Regions from separate parts of the Sus scrofa genome. Here region 2 is linked to region 1. A link is a contact called in public Hi-C data. All regions are on one chromosome and are shown on one strand. The core of a region is the stretch at or near the end of the contact, and the rest is flanking DNA. Distances in the headings are between cores, read along the strand shown. Region 1 has its middle 15 kb from the start of TGIF1. Region 2 has its middle 30 kb from the start of MRLC2.

The links. A called contact is a pair of places that touch in the nucleus more often than the background predicts.
Region 2: a Hi-C map of retroperitoneal adipose tissue shows a contact between it and region 1, with 1.7 times the contacts expected there. The contact joins two enhancer-like sites. A contact is called at or near these places in 7 of 47 Hi-C or Micro-C datasets (epiblast stem cells, fetal heart ventricle, heart right ventricle and 4 more) and 1 of 2 datasets of contacts at active chromatin or transcription factors (alveolar macrophages).

Annotation. Positions count from the first base shown.
Region 1 is chr6:103,217,851-103,220,767 of Sscrofa11.1, reverse strand. No RefSeq gene overlaps it. Among named protein-coding and RNA genes, the nearest start is that of TGIF1, 15 kb to the left of the region's middle. Within about 2 kb of position 1,462, at least 31 of the 83 cell types and tissues checked have an H3K27ac peak or open chromatin away from gene starts, as enhancers often do. A contact at or near this core is called in alveolar macrophages and retroperitoneal adipose tissue, where this site is marked.
Region 2 is chr6:103,377,877-103,380,576 of Sscrofa11.1, reverse strand. No RefSeq gene overlaps it. Among named protein-coding and RNA genes, the nearest start is that of MRLC2, 30 kb to the left of the region's middle. Within about 2 kb of position 1,361, at least 14 of the 83 cell types and tissues checked have an H3K27ac peak or open chromatin away from gene starts, as enhancers often do. A contact at or near this core is called in alveolar macrophages and retroperitoneal adipose tissue, where this site is marked.

The DNA of each region.
Region 1 (2,917 bases), core at 213-2,712:
AATTATTACCCTAGGGATCTTTGCCAGCTTTGTTTGTTTGTTTGATTTATTCAATGATTTTGAGAAAAGCCAATGTGTATATTTATGTTAGTTAATTTTTCTTTCCCAACCTATCTGTACAGTAAATCTTCACAATCTGGGGCATCACTTATTTTAAAATCTCTAATCAATAATCTTTCCAATTGTAATGTTTTCTGGTAGCATCTGGAAATCCAGTATTGAAATGAAAAATGTTAGATTGATTTGGAACAGAAGATAGAATTTGTATTGAACACTTTGTTATTATATTATTATTGCAATAGTTATTGAACACTTTGGGGGCATATCCCACTTTGTCCTCACAACCTGAATGAGAGATGTTATTCCCATTGTGTAGCACAGGAAACAGACTCATCTCAGTTCAGCTTGTTGTGGTTACCAGGTAGAAGAGCCCACATTCGCTGCGTGATTCTGCAAGTTCACAGTTTTCCACTCAAAATGCCTGAAATGAAGCACATTGGAACTGTCCCATTTTTATCAGTCTGTTCAGTAAAGATTGGATGGTTGCTTTGACAGCTGATCTATACAAGTTTTATCTTTCGAGAACCTCCAATTACCCTTCTAGCGAATGCCCCTCCCCTCCCCCACTCCATTTCCCTTCGGCCACGTCTGTTTCTCAGGCTGACTTGCAGGATTTGACACATCCTCCTGGCTTCCTGAACCTTATGACTAGCCAGAACCCGAAATAATGAACTCTCCAATGCCAAGAAATCTGTTTTGTAGCTTCTCTGTGTAAGTCTTAACACTTAATCTGTTATTCAATGTATTTCATTTCCCTTTCTAAGTGTCAGCTTTCTGAGCCCGTGACCTTAGCCTGGTACCTTTTTTTAGTAGGTTTCTGTTTTTTATTTTGACTGTGAGAATCTTAAGACTCATTCTAGTGGCTACAGTTACTCTACTGCTCCTTTCAGTTTCCTCTGTACAGAAAATGTCTTTGACGCTGAATTTCCCCAAATAGAGATGAAAGACTGCTCTGGGGAGATACAGCTTCAATGAATAACTCCCGAAGTTTTAAAAGGCAAGAGAAGATATATGACAATGCCATCCTTTCCTCCGACCCCCCAGACATCCAACCGTTTGTGAAACAGGGCTCTGTGCGCTGATTAGAGCCAGAGCTCTTACATGATCTACACCATGGGGGAAAGATCAGGTTTAAAACGAAATTTTTTTAGTAATAATAAAATAAGTATCTCCATGGGAAAAAAAAAAAAATAAGGCAGAACATTATTTTCCCTTCAGAGACTTAAGAGGTAGCAAGAACAAAGCTTGCCTGTGTAAGTTTTTTAGAAGAACGGCCACTTCTAAGCTTGACTAAAAGATTAACTTTATTTGGTGAGATGTGTTGCTATGTGCAAGCAGGCGCTGCCCTGATTCGCCAACTCCCCGTTAATTTGAACCTACAGAGGCACCTTTGATCCGCTCTCTCGGCCTCACCGGCTTTCCCAGTTGGCTCGGGATACATCAAAAGAACTGTAAAGCAGACACTAATCTCAGCCTTCCTGTTTCTGCGTCTGCTCGCTGGGCTCACACAACAGCCTGTTTTCTTCCACTGAAGGGCGTTTTCCATGATAACACTTGGTGTCCCAATGTTAAACGGACAGTTGGGGGGCGGGGGGTCTCTCTTTGTAATTCAAATCGATACCAAAGGAGGATCAGGGCTCTTCAGCTCCTGTGCAATGACACTGATGCCGTATGTAAACCAGTGTCTGCGGGCCTGATGCTGGAGGTAACAAGGAGAAAGAGTCCTGTTGAGGGGAACTCTTATCAGCAAATCAGCTAAGTGTGATATATTCTGCCATCCAGATGGCAATGAGAGGAGTTCGTGGTAGCTCAGCAGAAAGGAATCTGACTAGTATCCATGAGGAAGCAGGTTCAATCCCTAGCCTTGCTCAGTGGGTTAACGGTCTGGCATTGCTGTGGCTGTGGTGTAGGCTGGCTGCTACAGCTCTGATTTGACCCCTAGCCTGGGAACTTCCATTTGCTGTGGGTGAAACCCTAAAAAGACGACAAAAAAAAAAAATGATGGCAATGAGATAACAGGTTTGGATGATGTTAACCGGGCTCAGGTCAAGGGCTGGGAATTCTGAATTACAAACATATGGGGGAGTTCCTGTCGTGGCACAGAAGAAATGAATCCAACTAGGAACCATTAGGCTGCGGGTTCAATCCCTGGCCTCGTTCAGTGGGTTAAGGATCCAGCGTTGCTGTGAACTGTGGTGTATGTAGGTCGTAGACTTGCCTTGGATCTGATGTTGCTGTGGCTGTGGTGTATGCCGGCGGCTCTAGCTCTGATTAGACCCCTAGCCTGGGAACCTCCGTATACCGCCAGTGCAGCCCTAAAAAGCAAAAACAAAACAAAACAAAAAAAACCATATGGGAATGTTCCTGACCAAGACACACTTATGTTTAAGGATGAAAGACTAGATAATATCCGGTCTTTTAAAATTTTTTAATGAAAACTTTATTGGCTTCTCATCCTTTCTACATTTAATTATAAGCCCATACTAGTTACCAGTCCTTGGCCTTTATTTCCCTTTGGAGGCCCAGACAATTTTGACCTCCAGGATTTTATGCATCTGCATTTGGACTTTTAAAAGTGCTTTATTCTTTTTTTTTTTTTTTGTCTTTTGTTGTTGTTGTTGCTATTTCTTGGGCCACTCCCGCGGCATATGGAGGTTCCCAGGCTAGGGGCTGAATCGGAGCTGTAGCCACCGGCCTACGCCAGAGCCACGGCAACGCGGGATCCGAGCCGCGCCTGCAACCTACACCACAGCTCACGGCAACGCCGGATCGTTAACCCACTGAGCAAGGGCAGGGACCGAACCCGCAACCTCATGGTTCCTAGTCGGATTCGTTAACCACTGCGCCACGACGGGAA
Region 2 (2,700 bases), core at 112-2,611, 160 kb before region 1:
AGTGTATATATTTAATATCATTTATCCCTAAAAATAAATATATCAGTGTTTCATCTCAAAATCAAAAGGTCTTAAAAATAAACACATTCTTTGAAATATAAACTATTGAAAATCTAGTCTGAATAGGCTCAGTAAGTATGTCATCTGGGAAATATGAGTGAGGATGAGAAGGTTTATCACATACTGAAATTTTGAGAAAAGTTTTCTTGGACAGAAAAATGGCAAAGATCACATACTGCACACAGCACACCCAATCTTTTAGGTGAACCTCTTAGAGCAGATGTTGTCATATGCACTTTTAGACACAATAACTAGAAGTGTCACTAGATGGCACTATAATCCTTGGTACTGTAGTAACTTCTTCATGAAGTTGAGTCAAAAATCATGAATAAAAATATGCAGAAAGCATCAGTCCCCAAAATGCTGTAACTTTGTCAGTATTGTTTCCTAAAGGGGAAGAATGGATGATAAAATCTATTACAGTGAAATTCATACTATTTTTGAACCCCAAAATGCAGGGAACAATCTCTAAGTCTTCTTTTTACAATGCTGCATTCATCCATTCATTCATTTACAATTATTGAGTGTTTTGATAGTGTCAGGAAAGTTCTCAGGCCAGGGATCGAACCAGCACCACAGCAGTGCTATTTTTGAGATGAAAAGACAAGCATAGAGGGAATTCTTGTTGTGGCACAGCTGAACCAATCCAACTAGTATCCATGAGGACATGGGTTCCATCCCTGGCCTTGCTCAGTGAATCAAGGATCCATCATTGCCTGAGCTGTGATGTAGGTCACAGACGTGGCTCCTGATCCCATGTTGCTGTCACTGCGGTATAGGCTGGCAACTGTAGCTCCGATTAGACCCCTAGCCTGGAAACTCCCATATGCCACGGGTGTTGCCCTGGGGGCAAGGGTGGAGGCACAGAGCCAGTGGATGTGTATGAAAACATTTTGTAAAATCACACTCTCTATATGAATGCTAGTACTACCTCAGGACTGTTGAGAACTATTTCTAGCAGTGGTTGCATTTACACAATAAACCAGTAAGTCACACAGCCTAAGCTAAGTAAGATCAGCCTAAACACAAATGACCATGAGACTGTTTTTAGCGCAGCTGTTGCCCGCCTTGTCTACCTCTTGGAAATACCATCAGAATCAAAATGAAGTAGACAGATCCGAGGTGTTTTGGCAGAGGATACCAGAAGTAGCCTGGCGGATGTTTGAGTGGGTGTGTTTCAGTACAAAAATGTGTTTCAGCGCATCCTGCGGGAAGCCATCCTAATCTTTTACCAGCCCCACTTCTCCCGCCGTTGGTTTTTGCTCCCGGTGCACAGTACTTCCTTTCAGCCGCTTGTTCTGAATGAGCACAATGACGATGCATTTTTCCTGCCAGACATTGCCAACCAGCACAGCAAAAGTAAATCTGAATGCTTGATTCACTTTTTGTAATCATCGGAGTATAAATTGACAGTGACTCACTTAGGAGGTTGTGCTTGTTGTACTTTGCTCAAGTTCCCCTTTTATGTGTGATCTTTTTATTCAGTGATTATTTCCGGAAGTGGATATTTGTCCGCGTGTTGCGGGTGATACAGAGATTCTGAATCCACTCTCCAGCCCTGGATGGTGCAAGTCGTAAAGGTTAGGTTTCTCCTGTCACCAGAATCCCAAGCATGGCTGTGTCCATCCGTGTCTGTGCCAGGGCTACCATGGCTGATGTCCCAGCAGCTCACTGAAGAGGTCACACATGGTTTCTGAGAAATGCCTGCTCTGACATGATACTCACTAGCATCTCAGCGCTACCATCGTTTGCCTTCCTGGCAGCCAGTCACATGGCTGAGAACACAAGTAAACACATGAAAAAGAAAAACCTCCATATTAAGAGTTATATGGAAAATATTCAAGATTTCCTGCTTATTTTAGAGGCAGTTAAAGAAATCCAGTGTGTTATCCATGTCAGGTCCCTACCCACTTATAAACAGTTGAGAGGAGGGTCCACTTGTTGAAAGGTGTCTTGAGAGAGAAGCTTCCACTTCTCAGACTGGAAGACTAAGGCCCTCATCTCCCAAGTCTCCCTGAGGTACCTCAGCCGGTGGGGCAGCAGCAGCCTCCCACTCCAGGCTCTTTCTAGCCTCCACTGGGTCCTTCTCACCTGGCTGATCAGACAGTAGCCTTGGCTGCTCTACCCAACTCAAGAGCTTTTTCCTTTGTCTTAAAATTGCCCTTGTGGAGTTCCCGGGTGGCTCAGTACGTTAAGGACCTGGCATTGTTACTGCTATGGCTCTGGTGCTGTGGTGTGGGTTCGATCCCTGGCCTAGGATGTTCCCCATGCCATGGGCATAGCCAAAAATTTTTTAAATAAAAAAATAGGAGTTCCCGTCGTGGCGCAGTGGTTAACGAATCCGACTAGGAACCATGAAGTTGCGGGTTCAGTCCCTGCCCTTGCTCAGTGGGTTGACGATCCGGCGTTGCCGTGAGCTGTGGTGTAGGTTGCAGACGCGGCTCGGATCCCGCGTTGCTGTGGCTCTGGCGTAGGCTGGTGGCTACAGCTCCGATTCGACACCTAGCCTGGGAACCTCCATATGCCGTGGGAGCGGCCCAAGAAATAGCAAAAAGACAAAAAATAAATAAATAAATAAATAAATAAAATAAAATAAAAACATAAAAATAAAATTGCCCTTGAATTCAGCTCCCTCTCTCT